2 separate regions of the Mus musculus genome follow, and region 1 is linked to region 2. The links are chromatin contacts, called in public Hi-C maps. All regions are on one chromosome and are shown on one strand. Each heading gives the region's core, a stretch centred on a gene start, on an enhancer-like site or on the middle of the called end of the contact. The rest is flanking DNA. Distances are from core to core; before and after follow the strand shown. Region 1 overlaps Micu1 (mitochondrial calcium uptake 1). Region 2 overlaps Mcu (mitochondrial calcium uniporter).

Region 1 (6,690 bases), core at 3,387-5,886, 240 kb after region 2:
TAAATTACAGAGCAGTGTGCTATGCAGGGTGGACACCATGCATGCACAGAGGGAGAGGTGACTAACTCAGTGCATTCCTTACCAAAGGTTAAGTAAGGGCTCTGCCTTCCTGTGGAGAGAGAGAAGGAGGAAGGACCAGTTGTGGCCTCCAGGTCATTGCTGAGAGGGAAAAAAAAATCATTCTCCATTAATTCTCTTGATAGAACTGTCTAAAAAGAGCCTAAGGTTTGGGGCTGTCCCTGACTTTCTGCCCTTCCATCAGAATTTTGAGCTGATCTGAGGCTGACAGTGAAGAGAGATAAAAGCTGACTGAGCGCCTCTGCCACTTCTAGTCTTTGTTGCTGTGTCGATGTCTGCATGTGGAGGCCAGAGGCCAGCCTCGGTCTTGGCCATGTTCTCTAGGCACCATCTACCATCTGGCTGTGGATTTTTTGTTGTTATTGTTGTGGGGTTTTGTTGTTCTTGTTTTGTTTTTGAGACGGGGTATCCCTGGCCCAAAGTTTGTCAAAGCTGCCCAGTGATCTATCTGCCTGTCCTGATTTATTTTGTTGGGTTTTAGTTATTGTTTTGAGACAGGGTTTCACTGTGTAATCCTGGCTGTCCTGGAACTTACTATGCAGACCAGGCTGGCTTCTATCGCCCAAGTGCTACTATGAAAGGCACGCACCAGTCTGCGAGGCTTACAAATCAACATGGACTCTGGGAGCTGATAAGATCCTTGTGTTTGTAAAGTACCATGGAGCCCTCCATGACTCCCTCGCGCCCATTTAGAATTTGTTTGTACTTCGTTAGGTAGCATTTTAGAAATGCCGTTTTAAAATGTTTCAAGGAGCCGGCAAGATGGCTTAGCTGTTAAAGGCCCTTGCCACCAAGCCTAACAGCCCAAGTTCAATATCTGGGATATACCTGGGGATAGAAGAGAACTGACTTCTGTCAGTTTTCCTCTGGCCTCCACACATATGCCATGGCATCTGTGCATGTACACACACACACACACACACACACACACACATGCATACTCACACACACACACTTAAGCATGTAATAAAAATGTAAAAAGAATGTTTCAAATATGTCTTGCTTCCTTAGAACCTAAACTATTGGTCATCTTTCAGATGACTCTCATGGCCGGCCAGCATGGATTTAATCAGGTCATTTTTAGAAAGTGCCTTAGTCACTCTGTTGGATGTTGAATTTGTTCTCGGCTGAGGCCGTGAAGAGCCCCCAGTTTTTGTGGCTCTCACTGTCAGACATCTTTTCTCAGCAGCGACCTGAAGGTCTGCCATGCTCAGCTGTTTCAGCTGGAGCGGACAGTGATTTGTTCAAGCCTCTTTCTTGTGGAAGCCAGGTGGAAGGGCCAGTGTCTACTTCCAGAATGGTCTCTAGGTGTCACAGAGGAAGACTAACAGCAGCATGTGCTAAAAGGACTTTGCAGAACTCCTCTGTGTTCCTCGGAATGAGGGACACGATGAGACACGCACCCCAAATTAAAAGATTAGGAAAGCAGAGTTCGCCTCTGGGATGCGGGCTGTGAAGTTGAGTGTGTGTTGAGCAGTAATACGAACAAATATGGATGTGTCTGTCTTATGATGGAAAAAAAAGTCTATTTAGAGTTAGTCAGCAGGACCCAATGGGAAGGGTATTCAGGAGGGACGCAGGCCTCCTTTCCTTCAGAGCTCATCGGGTGACACAAGAGCTTCTGCACAGCTGTGTCAGGCATCCTTGACATCTGTAGGGAGCACGGGTGTGCTGTCTTCCGTGCTCCTTGGGGGAGCTTGATGATTTTCAGTGCCCAGGCTTATTTCTCTTGAGGGCGCCCTTCAGACAGTATGTGAGCTGCTTCCGTGTCCAGGCTGCCAGGAAGGTGGGTGTCATGCACTCTGGTTTGCTCTATGGATGTCAGCACAGCGTTCTCAGCCTTTGAAACCTTGTTTTGGTGATTGAGAAGGGCAGGGACTTCACTCTTGGTACCATCTTGATGAGGTCCCAATACTAAACAAAACGTTAAAGCAGTGGTTCTTAGCCCAGAGGGTTCTCTAATGACCTATTAACAGGGGTAGCATATCAGATAGTCTGCACATCAGATATTTACATTATGATGCATAGCAGTAGCACAATCACAGTTCTGAAGTAGCAATGAAAATAACTTTATGATGGGGGGGAGGTGTCACCACACACAAGTAACTGTATTAAAGGGTAGCAGCATTGGGAAGGTTGAGAACCACTGCATTGAAGGAATTTCTTTCTTTAGTATTTATATTTTAACTGTGACATGAAAAGAATCTGGTAGGGAGGGAGCTTTCCCAGGGCTAGCAGTGAGAAAGGGTTAAATCAAACTTCAATGGCTTTAATGGAAGCACCTCTCAGCATTAAGGCATGAAATAGCAAGAACTTCCAGCTACAATGTGGCACCGTCTAGCTTCAAGCTCTGGACCCCACTGCTTTCTCCCATGGATTTTCAGGCGCGAGTCACACTTGAGCAACTTTCTCCCTTTAAATTTCCTGTTTCTCACCAGGAGCCGGGCGTGCAGGGGGAGAGCTGTCCCTTCTGATTCTGTGTGCTCTCATTGTTACTTCTGTGCTGTTCGCACCTCAGTGGGACATTCAGGAGCTTCCCCTGATCCAAGTGCCTGACCAACAGATTCTCCTGCCATGAGTTCTTGTGGCTTTTCCTGGCATTCCCCCAAAATGGCTTTCTAGTACATTTTGCTGATATGATACCTCGGTAAAATTCCCAAGTTTCCATAGTTTTGTCCTCTCCATAAGATCTGGGAATCATCCCTGGTTGGGCTGGCCCCTTTGGATGCTCTCCATTAGGCCTGGAATCCATGGCTGCTTGAGCTGCCATCTCTTTACATCTGGTTAACCCTCCTGTTAGAATTAACTGTATTTTAGATCAGGATTTCTCTGTTTAACTTAGCACGTAGTTTCTGTCTTCAAATTTAACTTTGATTCCTTTGAGTTATAAGTAGTTAAGTAGTAGCTCTGTTCTCATAAGTTGTTCTGAGGCCAATTAACTGCAAAACAGTATGGTGTCTGATAGTATTTCATCAGCGTTTGGTGATGTAGCTGCCACCACCACCATCATGATCATTATCGTCACCACCGGCAGCATCTAAAAGTGACGTTTCTATCATTTGTCCACAGGATGTTTCGTCTTAACACCCTTTCTGCGTTGGCAGAACTAGCTGTGGGCTCTCGCTGGTACCATGGGGCATCACAGCCCACACAGACCAAACGAAGATTGATGCTGGTGGCGTTCCTGGGAGCATCTGCAGTGACTGCAAGTACCGGTCTCCTGTGGAAGAAGTGAGTGTTATTTCAGGCTTGCTTTTACATCAGAATTTCTTTGCTGAATTGTTTGGTATTGATGATGTTGGTCTATGGAATAAGGTTTATCAGCTAGTCGTGTCCCCCTGCCAGAGCAGTGGAGACCAAACAGCTCCTCAAGCGCTGCCTGCTGCCCCTGCTGCATTTTTCATCGAAATGAAACATTGCTTTAGAAAAGGGATGTTTTCTGAAACTTCAAACTTAGGAACTAAGTTGCCACAGGAAACTAATCCTTGTACTCTTATATCACCTGGTCATTTTCTTCCTCATTGTGGAACCTTCCCTGGAGAGAACAGAAAATGTGGCAAGCCACAGGCTTCAGTTCCTCTGCCTCTGCCATACTATGTGTCTTCTGTCTCATCCACCCTGTCTTCCAGTTACTGTCCTGATACCTGGCTTCCCAAAACAGTACATTTTAAAAATTAGTCCTACTGAATAAGTATGTGATAAAGTGTGCCCATGTAAAACAAATAGTCCCATGATTATTAGCAAATGCATATAGTTTTGTAACCACCCCCCAAATCAAGAAATAGAACATTTCTACCAACCGATAGTGCCCTCCACACTAGGTAACGTCACCCACAATTCCAAGCCACTGGTGAGTTGATTTCTGTCACTATCGATTTATATTTCTGAAATATGACGTAAGTGAGGACATGAAAAATTATTTCTTGGAGGCAGGTTGGTGGCATAGCCTCGAATCACAGTCCTAGGGATTACAGAGGCAGGAGCATTGACAGTTTGAAGGCAGCCTGACTTTAAAACAACTTATGGCAAAGTAACAATGTATGCTTGGCTGCATCTGCCTTCCTTAACTTAGCCTGATATATCCATCTGCATCAGAAGTCAGAGTTCTTTTGCAGTCAAGTGGTGCTCTTTCATATGGGCGGCACCATTTATCCAGCTACGGTTTCCTTGCTTCTACCTGTTTGTTCTCATTGATAGAAGCCACCTTGAAATTCATATGCCCTTCTCTTTGGCTAAATACCTAGGAATATATTTGCCAGGAAAATGTAACCTTGATTCCAGACTGCCAAACCAGGGCAGTGAGATGGCTCAGAGGGTAAAGGCTTCTGTCACCAGACAAGGTGAGCTGAGTTTGACCCCTGGGATCCACATGGTGGGAGAGAGCAACTCCCAGAGTTCTTCTCTGACCTCCACACTCACGGTGGTGGGCGCCTCACCACACATAAATAAGGGTGATAAAATAAAATTAGTACTTGAAACAATATAAAAGCCAAACCGTTTCCCAGTGGGTTCTCGGCAGTGCACCAGCGCAGTCTGGCTGGGCAGGGATCCTGTTCCCACTTGCTCATGATATCTGGTCAGAACACTTGGCTTCCTGCTTCCCGAACAGCTGACGATGCTAAGCCTCTTCCCAGAATTGGTGGCCATTTCTTTGGCCTTCTTTGTGAATTGTCTATTCAAATTGCCACTAAAAATGAAATTCCTTTTAAAAAGATCTCTACTTATGCGTACGTGTGTGTATATTTGTGTGTGGGTATGTGCACATGTGTGAAGGAATCTGGCAGAGGCAGAAGAAGGCATTGGGTCCCCTGGAACTGGAGTTACAGGTGCTTGTGAGCCTCAGACATGAGTGCTGGGAACTGAATATTATTGATAACTTTCAACTATTTAAAAATGTGGAAAGCATCCCCCTCTCGGAAGGCTGACACAAGCCAAGTGGTGGTGGTGCACACCTTAAATCCCAGCACTCCGGAGACAGAGGCAGGCGGACCTCTGTGAATTTGAGGCCAGCCTTCTCTACACAGGGAGTTCCAGGACAGCCAGGACTAGAGAGACCGACCCTGTCTCAAAACAAAAAACAACAACAAAAGGAAACTGGCAGCCATTGTGTTTAGTTGTATACTTGCTGGTAATCCACCAGTCTGACAGATGGCTCTAAGCCTGAGACCACACAGATGGCCCTGGTTACACTCAGTAGACAAACCAAAAAGATTTGAATGTAGGAAAGAAACTTCTAATGGGGGATTGACAGCAGTGTGAGGGGTGTAAGAACGGACATGGGAGTAGCATACTATCTACAGTGTGTGAAATTGTCAGAGGGGTGTGTGTGTGTGTCTTTCTGTCTGTCTGTCTGTCTGTCTTTGTCAGAGGTCAGTGGCTAGAGTTGTTCTTTCCTCACACTGTGGGCTTGAACTGAAGGGTATTAATAAACTGGTGACATCGGAGTTGGTGCCATGTTGTCCTCCTGAGAAATTCTGAGAGACATTTTTGCATCTTCCCAAGAGGTTTCCATCCTGAGTTCTCCGTTCCTTTTGTTGCCCCACATTTCTTTCTCGTTTTGCTTCCTTCCCTACTTAAATTTACCTTTCTTTGTAACCGAAGCCCTTCGTGCAGTGCCCACATTGTGGATTCCATGGCTGGTGCCTTATGTATTTACTTGAGCATGACTTTGCTTAAAAAGACAAAAACAAGGTTGGACTGGCACACAGGATTCACAGTGACCTACAATGAGAACCCTGGTGTTCTAAATCAAGAGAAGCCACATCCTACAAGATAGTTAAGCCTAATAATGTTTCAAAATGTGCTTCTGGAAACTAATTGAAACAGATCACATCTGATCTGCCTGTGGGTCTCCTCTTGAGGCAGAGTCCCTGTCTCAGAAACCTAACTCAGAGGCTGTCTCCACCTGACAACTGCTGGCAAAGGAAAAATTTGTTTCTCCAAGGGAGTTTCATTGGTTATATGAGCCACTCTTAAGGGCAAGTCCTTTGCCCAAGCTTTTGCTTATACGTTATGATTTCCAATTTTGTGTTTTTATGGTATATGTGTGTGTTTGTGTGTCTGTCTGTGTTTCTCTGCTTTTTCTTTGTTGTTTGTTTTGTTTTTTTCTATTTGCCCGTTTGTTTTCTAAAGCAAGAGAAAAGGAAGGTGTAGAGTTGGAAGGTGGGAGACAGGGAGGACCTGGGAGGAAATGGGGAGGACCTGGGAGGAGATGAGGGAGGGAAACCTAGATCAGAACAGTTTACTTTGATCTGGGTGTGGTGCTGCACACCTTTAATCCCAACACTTGGGAGACAAAGGTAGGTGGATCTCTGTGAATTGGAGACCTGCCGTATATCTACATAGTGAGTCCTAAGATAGCCAGGGCTATGTAGACAGACCTTGTCTCAGAAAACCAAACCAAACAAAGAAATATAATAGTGTTTGAAAGATATTATTTTCAATAAACAAGAATCTGAGAAAAAGGCTCTTCCATTATTCTAGTACACTAGTAGCAGTGTACTCTATTCTCCCTTGTTCTCCCCCTCCCTTCCCCCTCTTGCCCCTCCCTCTCTGGGAGCACAGCTGAGGACTTTTGTTGATGCTCCTTCATCAGTCACACACATTCTGTGT
Region 2 (6,774 bases), core at 564-3,063:
GAAAGACAAACAGCCAGTCTCTCTTCCACGGCAGCATGGCTGGCTTCATCTCACCTCAGACAGCATCCTCCTCCTTTTCCAAATACTTATATGAATTTCAGTCTGTTTCTGAACAAAGCTTTGCTCTATCCAGTGATCTGTCTGCTCGCAACCAGATAACCACGATGATGGTTCCACATTCTGGGTTTATGGTAAATTTTAGTATCTGGTTTGGTTAGTTGTCAGGAGAACTGAATTGGTAGTATATATACTGCACTTAGAACAGTGCCTGGTCTACAGTGAGTGTTCACCTGTAAGTGCCAAGCATTTTGTTTTGAGACCATGCTAATTCCATGGGTTGACATAGGGGAAACTACCATCTGTATTATGTCAAGCCTTTGCATCCAGGAGTCTTTGTGGTTTGAGACAGGGTCTCACTATGTAGCCCTGCCGACCTGGAACTCACTGTGTAGACCAGGCTATCTTCAAACTCACAGAGATCTACTTGCCTCTGGAAATCTAGGTGTATGCAACTATACCTGATGTAGCCTAGAATCCCATGTCTCTCCTTCCGAATCTTTATCTGTATCCTAGAGAAGCATTTTACAGAGTTCTCCTCACAGAGTTTGCATCTGTTCCCATGACTACTGTCTGCATTGTAGTGTAGTAACCAATGCTGAATGCATCACCCTGAGGTTTTTTCCTTGTGTGCATCCGCAATGTCTCTACTGGCCTGTTATTTACTATCATTTCTGAGGTGCTCTGCTTTCTCTGTGAACTAATCTGGGAATTGTTCATTAGGAAAGTCTAGTCTCCTTATATTTATTTATAGGAATATAAAACATATATTTAGTCTTTTCCAGTATGCAGTTTTAGAGTCTTGTGTTTGTTTTTCTTTTTTTTCTTTTTGTATGTACGGAAGATTAAACCCAGGGCCTTGACCATGATGGGCAAGCAGTATAGTCTGGAGTTTTATGGGTGTTTTGATCACTGCTTTCTTGTTAAATAGTTTCCTTGTGAACTAAAGCATGGCGATGCATGCTTGCAGTCCCAGCACCCTGGGAAGGGAGACAGGAGGATTGCAAGCTGAGTTTATAACATTGGTTTTCATGACTACTTGGTTCCCTCTCTCCCCTTAGCTCTTCAAATGTCATCCCTGCTGGGAAAGGTCTACTCTGGCCCCTCATGTTAAATACTGATCCAGCGTTAGCCTCTCCTGATTGACTTCAGGTATATACCCCTACCCAACATGCTTAGCTTTCCCCTGATTTTGGTAAGTTCAATTCTTCTAAGTAAATTGCTCACTTAGTTTATGGCTGTATTCTCTGACCCATGGGACAAATTTTGATTGGTTCAACCACTGACAGTGCTTGTGAAATAACAAGTCCTCGTCAAATAAATGCTGAGAAAATGCTAGCTTGTGGAAAATATGTATTATGTTACAACAAAAATCTTCCCTCTGTTATGAGTTCTGAGGCTTTTTATGTCCCTTTCCTGATCAGTTTAGTTCAGGTGTCCATTCTCTATCTGCCTTCCTGCTTTCTCAATGCTCATTGTGTGACATTGTGGCTGGGTCTTTCTTAGATGACCGTTGGTGGCTTTCATAAAGCATGAGTTTATTCAGTATTAGTCCTTCGTCCTCCCCACCGCCCTGTGGCAGCCTCAGAGATGCAGGCACTGCTCTGTGGATACATCTTAGTTCTTAACATTAATCTTTCCTGGAGTCCTTGCTAAAGCCCTGAATGTTGCTTTTGGGGTGTCTGAGGCCAACCACTGACTCTGAAGAACTTGCTTGTCTGGCTTTGCTGGGGATCTGCAAGCACGGGTGTCACCACTTGAGGTCTCTCCAGACATCTGTCTGGCCTTCACCAGATCTGGCTGCCACCCTTTATACAGAGTGTTGTGGGGCTGCTCCCTGGTTGTGTTGAAGACAAAGCTTAGAATTCAGTTTCTTATCTCCTTCCCAGGCTATGGTGTGAGGAGAGAAGGGAGGGACTGGTACATTTTCTGGACCATTATGGCTATGCAGTGGCTTTTACCACGACCATCTGTGAACAGGAAAGAGCAAAGTGCGAGGAAATCCCAGGCACCCATCACTCCCTTCAGCAGTTAGCAACATTTTGCCAAACTCAGTTTATCTAGGCCCAGCTAGTTTGCTTTCTTCTTTCCCCAGTCAGTCAGTCAGTCAGTCAGTCTGTCAGTCAGTCAGTCAGTCAGTCTCTGACTCCCTCCCCTCCAGCTCTCCTCCTCTGTCTCTCTTTTGATGTTTATGAAATACATTCCCTATGATCAAAGCTGGCCTGAAGCTTGCTGTCTAGTCAACAATGATGCTGAACTCAGGATCCTCTCACCCTCTTCTCTACCCTTCATGTGTTAGGATAATAGGCACTCACTATCATGCCTCATTTCCCCCCAGAACATCTTAAAAGACATCGGAACCATCAGAATACTTCACCTGAAAATACTTCAGATCACCATTTGCTGGAACATTGTAAAAGCCAGAAGCCTCTATGATTTTTACGAATTGTCCTTGGCGATATATATATATATATATATATATATATATATATATATATATTGCAGTCAACAGTACACGACATGATTTCTGTTAGATGCTGTAGAGCATGGACTGGCGGGCCAGCCACCTCTGTTTGTAGAGTTTTAGTGCAACACAGCTGAGCTCACTCATGCCCACTGCAGGTCGACTGACTCTCTGTCTGAACAGCAGATTTCAACAGCAGCGGTGAGAGGAATGAGTAATTGCAACAGAAACCACGGGGTCTTAGAAAGCTAGAACGTCTGTAGTGCAGCCCCTTAAGAAAGCCTTAGCTGGCCCTTGCTATAGAATACAGCTTACATGGTGTGGGGATAACTCTCCAGACCATTTCTGTAGTGATACTGACAATCGCAACTAAAAATTATATTTAGAGGCAGGTTTTCAGTGTTGCACAGGTTGGCCTCAGACCCCTGGGCATAAACCACCGTCTTCCTCAGCCTCCCAAACAGCTGTGACTTACAGCCACCATCCCAGGCTATTATTTATTGAACCGTCCACACACAGATATTGGTCTGTAATTTTTTTTTAAAGATTTCTCATGAGAAATTTGTTGAGACTAACATAAACAAAAATGATTTTGTTCTAGCCATTTCTCCTTGAAATATGGTAACAATACAAAGGAAAAACAACAAATCAAACACAACCAGGAAATGGGTAATGAATGCTCATCATCCTCACCCCCATACCCTGTGATCCCCAGACCAGAATTATCCATGCTGCATCTTTTTATTCTTGATATGTCACAATAAAATAGTAAGCTTTCTAGTTTTCTTTTGTTCTAAAGTAGCAAGCATCTCATAAATATTTGGCCAATATTAACATTAAGAAACACATCAGGAAGTTTGCTGGGAGCCAAGAATGGTGCTAGATTTATATGTATATGGTATGTGTATATTAGCTCCTGGGAGAGGGACACAGGAGTTCAGGGCTAGCCTAGATGACAGAAACAAACCACAAAATCAAATCAAACACAAGTTTGTTAGTTTGTTAGGGATGTGGAAGAGTGCAAGCTTAGCATGCATAAGCCCTGGGGTGGATTCTCAGCTCTTCAACCAAAACAAAACCTGAGCAAACCAAGCAAGCAAGCAAGCAAACACCAACGAACAACAAAATAACTAACAAATAGTTAATAAAAAGAAAGACATGCTAGGTAAACAGTGCATATTCTTCATATAGGGAGTGACCAAAATCAAGGTGAAGAGAGAGAGTCTGTGGATGGCATAACAATACCCAGGGAGAGAAGTCTCTGGGAGTCTCTGGGTACCATCAATGCTAAATAAAGAGATGGGCTAGCACCACAGACCCTTGCAAAGAAAGTAAGTTTTTATTTTTTGTAAAGGGCAGTCCACATATCTGATAAGTAACCTGAGAATGTTAGGGAAGTGCAAAAACGTGTAATTAATGTAAGAAATGCATAAGGCCACCCTTCCGTGTGTGCTTGGACAGGTTACCTTTAACCCTCACCCAGGAAGAAAAATCTCCAGCGGTGTCAACTTAGAATACAAAACGCTGTAACGTTATCTTCCCCCAAGTCATAGGACTTAAGCTAATTCAAAACCTTTCAGTATTAAAAAGAGATATCCCATGTCCTTAGATCCCACAATTAAATCCAAGTTAATGCTACTTTTGTGTCCCTTACTGGTAACATAAATTAACTTTCCCTTCATCCACCTTACACAGCCAGAAGAGCAAACCGACCAGAGACCCAAGAAGACACTAAGTCTAATCAACCCCTCCAACAGTCCCAAATATCCCAATTAGATGTGAGATAAAAGACCCAAGAAGACACTAAGTCTAATCAACCCTCCAACAGTCCCAAATATCCCAATTAGATGTGAGATAAAAGAAAGAGGAGAGGAGAGGAGAGGAGAGGAGAGGAGAGGAGAGGAGAGGAGAGGAGAGGAGAGGAGAGGAGAGGAGAGAAGAGAAGAGAAGAGAAGAGAAGAGAAGAGAAGAGAAGAGAAGAGAAGAGAAGAGAAGAGGGGAAGAAGGGAGAGGGGGAGGAAGAGGAGGAGGAGGAGGAAGAGAAGAAGGAGGAGAAGAAGCAAGAGGAGGAGGAGGAGGGCAGTAAGGATAAGATTCATTTATAATACAGCTTCCTTTAAGACCGAGTCTTATTTCGGAAACAAATACATACTAACTACCCCAAAGCATACTGTACTAACCAGGCCAATGAGCTTAGATGAATAGCTACTATTTGTCCAAAGCTGAAACGTGGCCAGAAAAAGCCTCACTGTGCCACAGTCTAGATCAGTCAGATTCTACGTCCCTGTTACACGCTGTTACATCAGTATGATCCACACGCTTATAAAAACGGATCCTTTCAATGCTGTCTCAAAGTGTCTTTTTCAAGACCAGAGTATTCATCCAGCTGGGCTAGCTCAGTGGACAAAACGCTTCACCTTCTGAGGACTTAAGAACCTGAGTTCGAGTCACCACCGTACCCTAGCCGACACTTCTCAAGGAAGCTTCCTACCTGACCAGAGGCAAGGCCAGCATTCTGAACCCCAGAAGACTCTCAGCCAGATCAGAGACCACACACAGAGCCGGAACTCCAGCCCCCTTGGAAGGAAATGCTCTGTTCCACCAGAGACCATCCAGGCCATCAGAAAACCAGCACCCAACGCAGGCAGAGACCCTCTACTTAACCACAGGGCACTCCAGCCAGAGGACCAGAGAGGAAACAGAAACCAAGGAAGAAACACCCATCCCAACAAAGACAAACCCAGAACTCAGCACCTAGGCCTCCAATCGCTCAAAAGCCCAAATGTCCGATTAAGAACACAGTCACCAACAGCCAGGGCACCATGTCGCCACCAGAGTCCAGCCATGCTACTAAGCAAGCCCTGGATATTCTAGCACAGTTGAAGCACATGAAAACATCCTTAAAACTAACTTTATGAAGATGATAGAGGACCTTAATGAAATAGATCCCTTAAAGAAAACAAGGGAAAGACAATTAAAAATTGGAGGAAATCAATAAATCCCTTAAAGAATGTCAAGAAAGCCAAGAAAAAAACAAACAGTTGCAGGAAACAAATACAACTGTCCAAGACCTGAAAATGGAAACAGAAATAATAAAGAAAACACAAACCAAGGGAAACCTGGAGATGGAAAACCTAGATAAGCCAACAGGAACAACAGATGCAAGCATCGCCAACAGAATACAGGAGATGGAAGAGAGAAAGAATCTCAGGTGCTGAAGATACGATAGAAGAAATAGATACATCGGTCCAAGAAAATGTTCAATCTATAAAACTGAGAACATCTAGGAAATCTGGGATACCAAGACAAGGTCAAACCTAAGAATAAAAGAAGGAGAAGAAGATTCCCAGCTCAAAGAATAGTTTTAACAAGCTCATAGAAGAAAATTTCTTAATCGAAAGAAAAGCATGCCTACAAAGGTACAAGCAGCTTACAGAACACCAAATAGACTGGGTCAGAAAAGAAAATGCTCTTGCCACGTAATAAAACACTAAACACACAGAACAAAGAATATTAAATCCACAAAGGAAAAAGGCCAAGTAACACATAAAGGCTGACCTATCAGAATCACACCAGCTTCTCGAGACAGGTAGAAAGCCCTAGGAAACTTAAGGACAGAGAGAAGTGCTGTGGGTGTTGTCTTCCAGATGGAATTGATCAGGACACATGCCAGCTGTGACTGCCTGAACATCCTTCCCTCCGTCTCGTAAAGGAAGGGAGGGAGACGGAGAGAGGGGAGGAAGGGAGGAAAGGAGGGAAGCCGGAAAGGAGGAATGGGAGGGAAGGAGGGAAGAAAGGAAGGAAGAGGGGAAGGAAGATGGAGGGAGGGAGGGAGGAGGGAGGAAGGGAGAGAGGAAGGGAAGAGGAAAGGAGGAAGGGAGAGAGGGGAGGGGGAGGAGAGAGGAGGGACACAGGATAGGAGAGGGTCAGTTGGGAAGGGAGGTTGATGGAGTAGAAAAGGGGCCTGTGAAAGAATGGGACAGTGAATGTAGTCTACCCAAATGATTGGATTCCAGAATCCTAGGAGGTGAGCCTGTTGAAGAAGAAGGGGTGGGGGAAGAGAAGGAGACGGAGAAGAAAAGAGAAGGAGGAGGAAGAGGAGAAAAAGAAGGAGAAGGAGGAGGCGGAGGAGGAGGAGGAGGAGAAGGAGGAGAAGGAGAAGGAGAAGAAGAAGAAGAAGAAGAAGAAGAAGAAGAAGAAGAAGAAGAAGAAGAAGAAGAAGAGGAGGAGGAGGAGGAGGAGGAGGAGGAGGA

What was found. Hi-C and Micro-C count contacts between places; a contact is called where the count stands out from the background.
Region 1: a contact with region 2 is called in a Hi-C map of muscle stem cells, with 2.5 times the contacts expected there. The contact joins two enhancer-like sites. A contact is called at or near these places in 1 of 39 promoter capture datasets (3T3-L1-derived adipocytes), 16 of 484 Hi-C or Micro-C datasets (the C2C12 cell line, the HL-1 cell line, the HPC-7 cell line and 12 more), 7 of 115 datasets of contacts at active chromatin or transcription factors (bone marrow-derived dendritic cells, double positive thymocytes, embryonic fibroblasts and 3 more) and 2 of 9 other capture datasets (adipose tissue and embryonic stem cells).

What each region holds. Positions count from the first base shown.
Region 1 is chr10:59,724,810-59,731,499 of GRCm38.p6, forward strand. It overlaps Micu1 (mitochondrial calcium uptake 1), which reads left to right. Exons shown (of 12, transcript NM_144822.3): 2 at 3,148-3,309. The coding sequence starts at 3,149. Among named protein-coding and RNA genes, the nearest start is that of Micu1, 26 kb to the left of the region's middle. Within about 2 kb of position 4,637, at least 7 of the 459 cell types and tissues checked have an H3K27ac peak or open chromatin away from gene starts, as enhancers often do. A contact at or near this core is called in muscle stem cells, where this site is marked.
Region 2 is chr10:59,492,413-59,499,186 of GRCm38.p6, forward strand. All of the region lies in intron 1 of Mcu (mitochondrial calcium uniporter), which reads right to left. Among named protein-coding and RNA genes, the nearest start is that of Oit3, 54 kb to the left of the region's middle. Within about 2 kb of position 1,814, at least 15 of the 459 cell types and tissues checked have an H3K27ac peak or open chromatin away from gene starts, as enhancers often do. A contact at or near this core is called in muscle stem cells, where this site is marked.